Linked DNA regions of Mus musculus: regions 1, 2 and 4 are each linked to region 3. A link is a contact called in public promoter capture Hi-C data. All regions are on one chromosome and are shown on one strand. Each heading gives the region's core, a stretch centred on a gene start, on an enhancer-like site or on the middle of the called end of the contact. The rest is flanking DNA. Distances are from core to core; before and after follow the strand shown.

Region 1 (2,746 bases), core at 209-2,708, 680 kb before region 3:
TCCTCGGGTAAACACTTCTTGAAACATCCTCACTGTTAATACACGAGCCGCCTTGCTATACTCAAATTGACAATGAAGACATCACAGTTGGTTATTTCTTACTTAGCCCCGTGTCAAAGACCTGGCTTTTGCCCAGAGACATAAAGCCAAAATTCCAGGAGCCAGCGATTCCACAAGACAGTTACGCTCAGATCTCAGTTCAGCTGCAAGAGATGAAATGTGAACTGTGTATGATGGAAAAAAGAAAGAGCAAAGGAATTTGATTCAACCTTTACATAACTTAAGTGTGCTTGGTCCTCAGATGTAGGCTGTTTCTTCCAACTGTGGCAGGCCTCAATGGAACGCGTTCTCATGTCATAGGTTCTGGATGGGGTCTGAATAGCATCTCTGGAGGTTCTTTCTAATGTCCTCAGTGGACCGCTGACCACACTGTGAATCCTGGGGCCGGGAAGGTCCCGTAAAGGCAGGTCAACACTCTAAGGGAACAGGCCAGCAGCAACCAGGGACCACATTGCAGGTTGGAAGCGATCTTTGGACCACTTCCTGTGTCACCAATGCTTCAAGCACAGCCGGGGTCAAAGCCCCAGTAAGCCCCAGAGACACTGCTCATGGCTTAGTGGGAGTAACGTTCTCTCCACACCTCTCCTGCATAAGGACACAAAGATGAATGGCCCGCAGGAAGGCCTGGCCGCTTCTCTCTGCAGAGTGCATACAGGGCGCTTTGTGCTCACGACGATTGCAATACTTCCCTTCTGGCAGAGGGAAGCCTGCTTCTCCGGAGCTGCGGAAAGTAACGCTTGTTTCTGAATTGGTCGGAGTTCAATCTCAATTATGTCTGGAAACAACACACGTCCCTTTCCCTCTTCTGTATGACTGCAGTGTTAATTTTCAAGCAAACGCGTGCAAGTTGAAGTTGAAACAGCCACACAACATTGACATTTATTGGGCACTCCCTGTGGAGGCTTCCTGGCAGTGTGGTCACAGAAGGTGTTGCTTCTGCACTGGGGGCTTAAGGCTCACTCTTTCCAGACTTCATGTACCACCCTAGAGCTAGGCTGGAGGAGCTTATTTGAACAGGATCGCATTCAAATCTGCCTCTACTCCACCCACACAGAGAGGAATCGAAGTTTTTCCTCTGGTAGTGCAGAGCCGGTACCCAAGACCAACAAAAGATGCTGTAATATAATTTGCGGCCATTTATTACAGGGATGGGTGGGTTCTTGGGGTTGTATACTTCCATACTTAGCCAGCTGTAAAATAAAAGCAATCTCTTTCACATTTTAAGTTCAGTATTTATTGCCTTTTTGAAATTCGTCGGATTTCACTTGACCGTGTTTCTGAATTCCTCCACATACTTCTAAAACACGTTGCATATAAAGTGTGATCGGATGGAGACTCGAGGACTGTTTTCTTTTGGAATCACACAACGCAGCCAGCAGGAGACGCACCTGTTTCCGGGATGCACACGTGCTCAGCCTGGGTGAGTTGCTGAGTCTGCTGGTGCGGCTGTTGTCTTAGCATAAGAATGCTGCTGTACTGCTGAAGGCTCGAGCCTTGTGAACGCTGAAACTTGGGCGTGTTAAAGGTAGGTTGTAAGCCTCTGTCTGCACTGCTGATAGCAGCAGGACTGAAAATCTAGTACTGACTTCCACACAGAAGCACTGATTCCAACAGGAGGAAGTGTCTCGATCGCCACACAGCTCAGCAGACGGCATGTGCACCGGACTATGCAAAATTAATGATTAACTGCGTGCCGGTGTGCTTGTCAGGGAACAGTACGGCTCTTTAAGGGGCTTATATAGTCTATGAAAGAAATTAGCTCATGAGAGGGACTCATAAGGATAAAAGAACAAACTTAAGTAGAGGCTTGACATATCCCGCTTTTCTCACAGGGCAGAAAGTTAAACATAAAGGCCTCCTTTTTATAATGTGAAGATCTGACTCTGAAGTTGGGGCAGATCATCCACTTGTTAAAACAAGACATGAACATTCTTGTTATTCCTTAAAGGAGGAGGGAATGGCGTGCACTCAGTTTGAACTTTGAATGCACCAGGATGGGAGGGGAAATTATCCAACAATTATCCTAGACATTGAAGACCATGAAACCAAAAATAATTATGAAAGTGACAGCCAAGAAGTGAATAGGAATGGATGGGGTGTTCATAATTCACCGTCTCCTTGGATCGTAGGAACTCTGAAAACCCCAGACTCCTTCATCCAAATTCGCAAGGGAAGCTGAGGCAGGCATTAGTTGAATATTGGTAACCTTGTGATTTATACAAGGCACGTATCAAGAAATATAATCTGCCAGCATAGCATGTCAAAATGAACTTCATAATAATATTTTCTTTACATAATCTAAAGTCGTTTCCCGAATTCCCATGGTGGGTCAGTTCACTAATGACAATAGGAATCAAAGAACCTCTAAGACAAATGTGAATCCTGGAGTGTTCATTTAACTGACAATCCTCTGAGATCGAGGTGATGTATCCTGCCAGTAGGCAGGGCTTCGAGAATACAATCATCTAACATGATCTGGCAACTGTGTATCAGGAGTCAGTCCATAAATTGTAACTGGGTGCTCGAAGAGTTTACAGGCGAATGGATACATTTTCCTTCCTCCCTTCCTCTCTCCCTCTCTTCCCCTCCCTCCCTCCCTCCTTCCCTCCCTCCCTCCCTCCCTCCCTCCCTCCCTCCCTCCCTCCATTCCTTCCTCCTTTCTTCCTTCCTTCCTTTCTTCTTCTCC
Region 2 (2,842 bases), core at 229-2,728, 520 kb before region 3:
CCCAATAAATTACATCTCGTGTGTAATAAAGCGAAATTGCTTCTTTAGGCTGGGGGAGAATCCTCTAGGCAGCCATTGGCTACAGTTCGGGGGTTTTGTTCACTCGCATCCTGAGGACGCAGCTCTGAGCCTATGTGGGTCTGGGAGGGGGAAGGTTGCGTTCCCTCACTGGTCCAAACAATGCCAGAATGTTTTTCCCCTGTCCATTCACTTAAACAATGTACCATTCTGTACCTCATAAGCACTTAATTTATTCCAACTCTTTGGCCTGACCTGTAATCCCCTCTCCTTACCCATCTGACCCATCTGCGTTTCATTTCCCACTCATCGATGGCATCCAAAGAGCTAGGCCCAGGCCCTATTTGGAACCATTAGACAGAGATTGGCACTCTTCCCTCTTCCTGCACCACATCCTCTGCTGGAAAAAAAATGACCATCGGATCAGAGAACAGAGGCTGCTTTGTCCCCGGTAACGGGGATCTGGAAGCGTTTTCAATCATTTGTACTCTATACCCACTCAAACGCATTAATGTGATCAACATTGGGTCTGTTGTGGGCATTTTTTCCAGCAAATAGCTTGCTAACATTCCAGGCATGTACTTCCCCGAAAACAAGACTGAGACAGGGCCCTGAATATTCAATTGGAAAATCACCAAGAGCAGAAGCTTAGCTTGGCACGGCTGGTGTTGATTCTTAATAAGTGACTTCCTAAAGCTGAGGCATGGGCCTTACAGCGTCAATGACTTGTTTGAAAAATATTTTGTAGGTGCCTCATACCACTCGATTTCCTGTGGTATGCGTCATATTGTGAGCTATTCCAAGCCAGCCTGGTTAAGCACACTAACTCGCCGCCCCCCACCCCAAGATTGTGGTGTTTAACTAAAAATGTCTTTATACAAGATGAGCTCATAGCTATTACTGCTGATGTAGTTTTAACTGCTTGGATACCAATTTCAGTTGCTTGAAAATGTGCCAGCACAGGGTAAACCTGAGCACAGCCATATCTCACCCTGTAGAACATGGCGGGATGCTGTCCCAAGAAGCAGCGTTGCTTCAGGGGAAAGTGGCCCAGTTCAACACAATGCATACCTTTCACTTTCATTAGAAAGACTTACTGTTCTTAATATATTACCAAAGTCAAGGTGCTGAAGACATCTGGAACACGGGAATAAAATTAACCCTTTCACAGCTTCAGGTATTTTTTGTAACGCTTGCCAGGGAGGAGAGCTAAATTCAAGAAACCGAGAGGATTTTCTCAATTATGTTTCAGAAAGCAAACCCAAAGGCCTGACGTGCTGTTCACGAGTTCAAGTGTACGTGGGTGGGATTTGGGCGAGGGCTAAACAGGATACTGTACGCAAGAGACTTTTGACGAGGGCTTCTAATTTTAGACACGGGGCGTGGGGAGAGCAAATACGGCCGAGTGTCATCAGCACGCCTCATAAAGTATCCGGCACTTCCGCAGGCTGCAGTGCTTTACAGGACTTGTGATGTAGATCGTCGTCATTTTTGTTTCACAAACAAGGAAGGAGAATCTCAGAGATTCCGTAAACTCCATAAAGCGGTGATTCATGACAGAAGCAGGGACGCAACTTCGACCAGTGTGAGTAACCCACTGGGACTTATCTGCCACCTTGCTGCCCGGAGATAAAAAGTATTCTCATCTCTATTACGGCTGCCTTTGTCTACTGTTGTTCAAAGGATTCAGGCTTGCCCGGGTGTCCTGAGCTAAAAGGAGAAATGAATATAAATCTGTGCGAGTTGTGTTCTGTCCTGCTTTCTTCCAGTGAATAGGTTACAGGCGGCATCTAGTTTGGGGCCAGTCCCCAGCGGCTGCGCAGTGGCTATTAACTGATTAGACATTGTCTATGCCATCTCTGAATGATTTGTGTCTCTACAATAGGACCTTTTATAACAGAGAAGAGAGGGATTGATACCCTGGACACTGCCTGGGCTGTGTTTGCCTCTTGGGGCAAATAATTTTCCTTGGTACCAGGAGCAGCTCTGATGTGGCTGCTTTGCCCTTATGTGGCCCGGGGCTTTCAGCTTGGGAGAAAACGTTCAGCCTGGTCTTGGATGAAACAAGAAGGTACCAGAGGGGAGCCAGGGCAGCCATGTTGTTTGTCAGAAGAGAGGACCACATGTGCCTGTCTCAGGATGATTGGCAAGGCAAGAGGATACCAGTGGGAAAAGGTGAAAGATTCTTAGAAGCAATGAGCTACCAAACCATTACACTGCACAGCACTAGGAAGGAGAAGAGGACTTTCAGTTGAGAAAGACTCTACCATGAGCTGGAAAATGGAACTTCTGTGTTGGATGTTTCCTGTGAGCTCAGAATTTGGGGTCTGTCAGGTTGAAAGCTACAGGGTGATACTCAGAGACTGTAAAAGGACTTTAAGTCGTCCCATTTGACTTGGTGTGTAGCACACTATCTGAAGCAGGCATCTTGCTTCTTGATCAAGATAGACACAGCAAACCAGTCTTTCTAAAAACCAACCAACCAGATTTACTTATTTAACATGTATGAGTGTTTTTTTTTTCTGCATGAATGTGTGTGCTCCATGTGTATGTGTGTTCCGTGTGTGCTCCATGTGTCTCTGCCCAAGGAGTCAGAAGGGATTGTCAGCATCCCTGGAACTGGAGTTGCAGATGGTTGTGAGCCACCATGTGTGAGCTGGGAATCCAACCTGGGTGCTCTGTGCTCTTACCCGCTAAGCCACCCTTTTGGCCCGTAGGGTGGGGCTGAACTTTCCTCATAGAGTATAATTTTTAGAAAATACAGATTTTAAAATTACTGGTGTATAGTTTTAAAACATTAGTGGAGACATCAATTCAAAATATC
Region 3 (2,700 bases), core at 113-2,612:
TTCTCATGTTTCAATGTGCATCTGGTAAGAGAATTCTGTGTGTCCTGTGTTTTCTATACTTTTCTCAGATTCAGCCTCTATAGTAGGTAAACCTCAGTTTTCTACTCAGGAAGGGCCAAGCTGTGCTGTAATTATGTATCTATTTCTTGTAGAAGTTCAACTCTTTTGTTATGGATAGCTCAGGCTGTCAGTGGGTGTTTTAGAATCTTGTATTTTCTTTATGGTTGCTTTTATTATTTTAAAAATATTTTTTATTGTTATTTACCTTTCTTTAGCCTCTGTTATTTAGCCTATAAGTTAGTGTGGCTGTTATCTTTCTTGGGGTAATACTTGCTGTGATTTAATTAAAAACCTGGATAGTTATATAAATAAGATATTAGGAAGAAACAAGAGTGTACTTCATTTGTAAACTATAAACAATTTACATCCTTTCGAATATCTAGGTTTTCATATTAATAAAATGTGATTATTTGAAAATGTTGACTTCAGTATGGAAATAACAATGCTGAGTGTTTTGCAAAATTGATAAAAACAAAACAACGTGTCCGTCCCCCCCCCCCCCCCAAGAAACCAAAACCCACAAACAGATTACATTTCTGAAAGTGTTAAAAGTAACTTCTTTGTGACCGGTAATCTATTTCTATTGTCATGCACTCAATATGCCTCTTAAAAGTCATGTAGGAATTTGCAATTTTCTCGGCAGACCAGTTCCACACTTATTAATCATTTTAACTTTTTATGATGCAGGTAGTGCCAAAATATCTCCTCACTGCAGCTGCATATTCCCAGTCTGGAACATTCTTTCCAGCACGACTTAATTATATTTATCAGTGTTGTAACAACCATTTTTATTTGGGAGAAGATAACAGACACTTCTTAGAGTGGAGTACTAATATGAAATTTTGCCGGGAAATGGTATTTAGCTGTGAGGAGAAGCAGTTGACGATGACGATGACTGCGTTGATAATGATAATGAGGATGAAGACCACCATCGAGCTTTCGAAACACGCGTTTTTAGGACTTATTTTTTTAGGACTCTGGGCCCACCCGTCTGTTTTTTACTTAATTTTTGTGTTCATCTGGCTATCTATTGATTTAGAGATGCGTTTTGTGGCCGAGAAGAGTTTCAAAGTTACTCTGCGGCTGAGTGTGTCTGGAATTCCTGACCTTTCACCTCTGACCTGGCACGCTCTCCACCACTCTAGCTTTCCCTAGGCCCCTCGCATGAATACCATTAAGACGGAGGTCCTCCAAGGGGCCAGAGCGTCACTCCCCCCCTTCGCCCCCGCCCCCAGGCAATGGGGGCGGGGTGGCAGGAAGAACCTATGTTAGAGCGCCTTGACGTCACTTCCAGGTGCCTTTTATAGCGGAGCTGCCGGGCATGTGAGGCAGAGGTGGGCCGAGGCTGCTGGCTGCTGCCTTGTGCGGGGCTTCCCCGAGGCTCCAGTCAGCTGCGTGCTTCTGTGCCAGCGCCTTCTGGCTTCGGAGCGACGGCTGCCGTGCCGTGAGTTGGTCTTCCTCAGGGAAGCCAGGGAAGCCCAGGCCAGGGCGGTGGCAGCAGGTTGTAGTCGTCTACAAAACCTGTTGGAGTCGCTCCTGTCACCCGTTAGCCGGGCAGCGAAGAGGCCTTAGCCCTCAGCGCCCGTCGGGTGGGCAGTGCGGCCTACCGCATTTGGGACCCCCCTTGCTTGGGTAGGGAGGCCTTGAGTCCTTAGCGCCCATCGGCTTGGCAGCAAGGCCTACGGCCCCCTCAGCAGGGCAGCGAAGAGGCCTTAGTCCTCAGCGCCCGTTGGCTAGGCAGTGAGGCCTACTGCGTTTGCGCCCAACGACAGGGCAGCAAGGAGGTCTTAGTCCTCAGCGCCCCTTGGCTTGGCTGCGAGGCCTACCGCCTTTGCGTCCTTGCCTGGGCAGGGAGATTTGGGGCCTTTGGTCCCCTTGGCAGGGAAGGGAGTCCTCTCACCTTTGTGCTCTTGGGTGGTAGAGGCTAGACCTTCCACTTGTGGTTTCGTGCTTTGTGCTTCTTGGCAGGGCAGCGAGGGCCTCTCAGTTTCTGAGGACCTTTTGTGCTCTTAAGATGGCCACCTCTACACGGCCTCCCAGCCCTATGCAGTCACTTCGGGAAGAAGCAGTGTGTGCCATCTGTCTGGATTATTTTAAGGACCCCGTGTCCATTGGCTGTGGGCACAACTTCTGCCGAGGGTGTGTGACCCAGCTGTGGGGCAAGGAAGATGAGCAGGACCGGGAACAGCCTGCTGTGCAGGAGCGCGTCATCCGGGAGGTTTTGTTTCCTAGGTACACCGAGCAGGAGCAGCACAGAGCACATGCAGGACAGTGGGTCGGTCATAGCCATAGACAGCATCAGGGCAATGCAAACTCTGAGTGGGATGACGAGGAAGAAGACAGGAACAGTTTACAAGGATTGGTTCATGACCTGAGAATTAGGGTTTTTCCAGAAGAGAGAGATGAACCCCCCCACAATGGCCACCAGTACCATCGGTTTGGTCGCTACCGCCATCGCCACCGCCACCCTCCAATCTTCCACCGTGGTCCCCCACATCCGCCTGTGCGTCGGCAGCTCTATCCAGACGCCCGGGTTCCTTCTCCACATGCCCAGGTTCCTCCTCCACATGCCCAGGTTCCTTCTCTACCTCGGCCCACACCACAGGTCTTCAGCTGCCCGCAATGCCGAAGGACTTTTCC
Region 4 (2,700 bases), core at 160-2,659, 630 kb before region 3:
TCTGCTCATTACATTCCTTTCTTTCCCAGAGACCTCCCCTGTTCTTATTCCCTGTTCTGAACTCTAGTTTTTCTGGGACCAGAAGGGCACCATTTTTTTTCTCTGTGTGTTCAGCAAATCTATCTTTACAAACCTAAGAAAGGAAGCTCTCAGGTTTTACTCACACTGGAGTGTTCCAAGGCATTTCCAAAGCATTGCTGTCCACTTGAGCAGCCGATAATAGTCCTTTGATGTAGAGCTTTGAACAAGAGATAAGAAATAGTTATCTAACCATAGCCTTTACTGATAGTCAACAGGACCTTCTTGCTAGTTAAGCCATTAGATATTAGTTTCCATGTTGTTATCCAATCAACAGGAAAACTCCTCCCCACATTGTGTAGAGGCCATAGAACGTATTTTCAAATTCCAAACTTCTCTCCAAGACTTCTGTATTTCTTTAATGGCTCCCCCCTTTAACCAAGGCATATTGCAATCTATAAACACAAACAGTAGTGATTTTCTACATGAGCCCCATTTTCTTAGGCTGTATTGTTTGAAATTAGATAGAGTGGAATTTTACAAATCTTTTCTTTTGGTTAAATAGTTTCAAACAAGATTCCAACAGCAAAGGTGTTGTTTCAAAAAAATGTCAGTCACAGACATTGGGAAACTTGTCCCAACTAAGAAAACTTGATGAAGCCACAGTTGATGATGTTGAGACATGCAGTATGTTCGTTTGGGGAGTGGGGTAAATGACCCTGTGTGTTTGAGAGTCTTCTGCTATATTCTCATGCTATAAATGGCCTTCATGTAAATACCCAGAAATGGGTTAATATTGCTATAGAAAAGGTTACTTTTTATCTTTAAGAGATTTTTCTTAATTGTCTAAACCCACTTGTGATAATAACTTTTGACATTAATGTGTAATTTCAAAGTGAGATATCAAACTGAAGCACACACTTCCAACAAGACCAAGAAAGCAGGTCCTCTAAGTTCTAGGTTTGGCCCACAGTTCCTGATAGGGAATAAACCCATTCTGGGAGTCATGGCTGCCAAGACAAATCCTAGACTGATACATGCATGGGGACTGGGTCAATGGACGTTTTCATATTTCTCCTGCTCTTCAATGTACATAACCTGTATCTAACGAGGGTCACAAAGCCTGCCATTTCAATAGGGACAAGTGGTGTTCTTAGCTTTTCAAATAAATGTAGATTTTCCGTTGGTTGACACCATGACTGCTCGAAGAATCTTCAGACACACGGTGTCCTCACAGTCCAGCCAGCTTTTCTCCGTTAATGGATTTTAATAATTCCTCTACTGTTCCTGTATATGCTCTTCACATTGTCGGCGAGTGGGGAGAGTCTAGTCAGAGGGCTCATATGGAAACGTTTTCATTTTGGTGCGGCTGGTTCCGATGTTTCCCCCAATCTCTGTGCAGATCTATCTGGTTTCCTTTTGCTGCTGCCTTCCCCTCCTGGGGTTTGGACACTGGCTGTTGATCTCTTTCTGTGGTTTCGCTCTGGTTTTGCCTCCATGTTAAGCTTACTTACTTGCTCTACGAAATCTAAGCTGTCTGCCTCTGTAAGACCTCCTGGTTCTCAGTGTTTGAAAGCAGAGCCAGAGGCGAGGGCATATCTTGTCAAGGGCTGACAGCAAAGGGTTGGGCAGTCTGGTGACTCTCTCTGGTCACCCCCTCCTGCCAGGGTGGCTGCAGGTTCCTGGAGTCTGACAATGTGCTGTCATGGGGATTACATTGATTAGCTTGGGGGAGTTAGGTAACTGGAGCTCTCTCACCGGGGTCCTAGCTGCTGTCAGGTCGACTGTTCACACACTGGTTTTAGGGATACCCTCAGGCATTCTCTAATGTAATCCAGGCATGTTGTTGCAGGTTGTATTTGAGAAGGGGCTACTTACTTGTCACTTGAAATATTTTTTTATGAAAAAAAAAGTCAATAAACGAGAAAACATGGCATAAAGAGGAGACAATATGAGGGTGGCAGAAAGGGAAGAACGAAACAGGAGTGACCCAAATGCCAAGCTTGCGTTCCGTGCACGTGCGCTTTAGGGAGCAAGGGTTCTTGTTTTACACAGGTACTTCGATGGTTGTGCATGCTTGGGGTTTTGCTCTCCTAGGGAACAACTAGACTCCAGTAAATTCAAAGGCAGTGGAATACAGGCCGACCCTGAGCAGGAGGAAAGAACTGGTGGAGACCCGTATGAAAGTATCTGGGTGCGTGTTCCTAAGGCAGGCACATAGACGCCAGTGTGGCTATGAAGAGAAGCTGGGTCCGAATGAAGAGCAGGGAGAAGCTGCAGATTCTCATCAAGGACTTTCCCAGACTAGCCTCTTCCCCTTCGGATTCCTTGTCCTAATCTCATCCTGGGAGCTTTAAAGGTACTTAACCCCAGGGAACTGCTTAAATTCCGGAATGTAAACAAACATACCTCACAGAAACATCTTTGTTAAATTTAAAAGAAATGAAGGCTTCATGGAAACCAGGCAGCTCCTTTTTTTTTTTTTTTTTTTTTTTAGATTTTTCTGATGATTTATTTAATCGTGCACTACCCTCCCCCAAATATGCACTCAACCTACTACCCTCACAGATACACTTGTGGACAACACCGAATTCGGACATGGTGAAGGGGTTCCTTCTCTTTGTCCGACCTTACCAGTAGGTAGGGGTGATAGCCAAAAACAGTCCAGCCAGAGAACCAAAA

The links. Promoter capture Hi-C pulls out the DNA fragments that hold promoters and counts their contacts. Capture Hi-C pulls out chosen DNA fragments and counts their contacts.
Region 1: a promoter capture Hi-C map of adipose tissue shows a contact between it and region 3, with 5 times the contacts expected there. The contact joins the promoter of 5430440P10Rik here to the promoter of Trim52 in region 3. A contact is called at or near these places in 8 of 39 promoter capture datasets (3T3-L1-derived adipocytes, embryonic stem cells, hippocampal neurons and 3 more), 1 of 115 datasets of contacts at active chromatin or transcription factors (embryonic stem cells) and 2 of 9 other capture datasets (adipose tissue and liver).
Region 2: a contact with region 3 is called in a promoter capture Hi-C map of embryonic stem cells. The contact joins the promoter of 9330188P03Rik here to the promoter of Trim52 in region 3. A contact is called at or near these places in 2 of 39 promoter capture datasets (embryonic stem cells and liver).
Region 4: a promoter capture Hi-C map of stem cell-derived epiblast-like cells shows a contact between it and region 3, with 3 times the contacts expected there. The contact joins the enhancer-like site here to the promoter of Trim52 in region 3. A contact is called at or near these places in 11 of 39 promoter capture datasets (the 3T3-L1 cell line, 3T3-L1-derived adipocytes, the C10 cell line and 6 more).

Annotation. Positions count from the first base shown.
Region 1 is chr14:105,426,101-105,428,846 of GRCm38.p6, forward strand. It overlaps 5430440P10Rik (RIKEN cDNA 5430440P10 gene), which reads left to right and starts at 1,459. Exons shown (of 3, transcript NR_045859.1): 1 at 1,459-1,585.
Region 2 is chr14:105,588,071-105,590,912 of GRCm38.p6, forward strand. 9330188P03Rik (RIKEN cDNA 9330188P03 gene) reads left to right here and starts at 1,479. Exons shown (of 3, transcript NR_102319.1): 1 at 1,479-1,603.
Region 3 is chr14:106,104,836-106,107,535 of GRCm38.p6, forward strand. It overlaps Trim52 (tripartite motif-containing 52), which reads left to right and starts at 1,363. Exons shown (of 1, transcript NM_198601.3): 1 at 1,363-2,700. The coding sequence starts at 2,075.
Region 4 is chr14:105,478,797-105,481,496 of GRCm38.p6, forward strand. No RefSeq gene overlaps it. Among named protein-coding and RNA genes, the nearest start is that of 4930449E01Rik, 19 kb to the right of the region's middle. Within about 2 kb of position 1,410, at least 23 of the 459 cell types and tissues checked have an H3K27ac peak or open chromatin away from gene starts, as enhancers often do.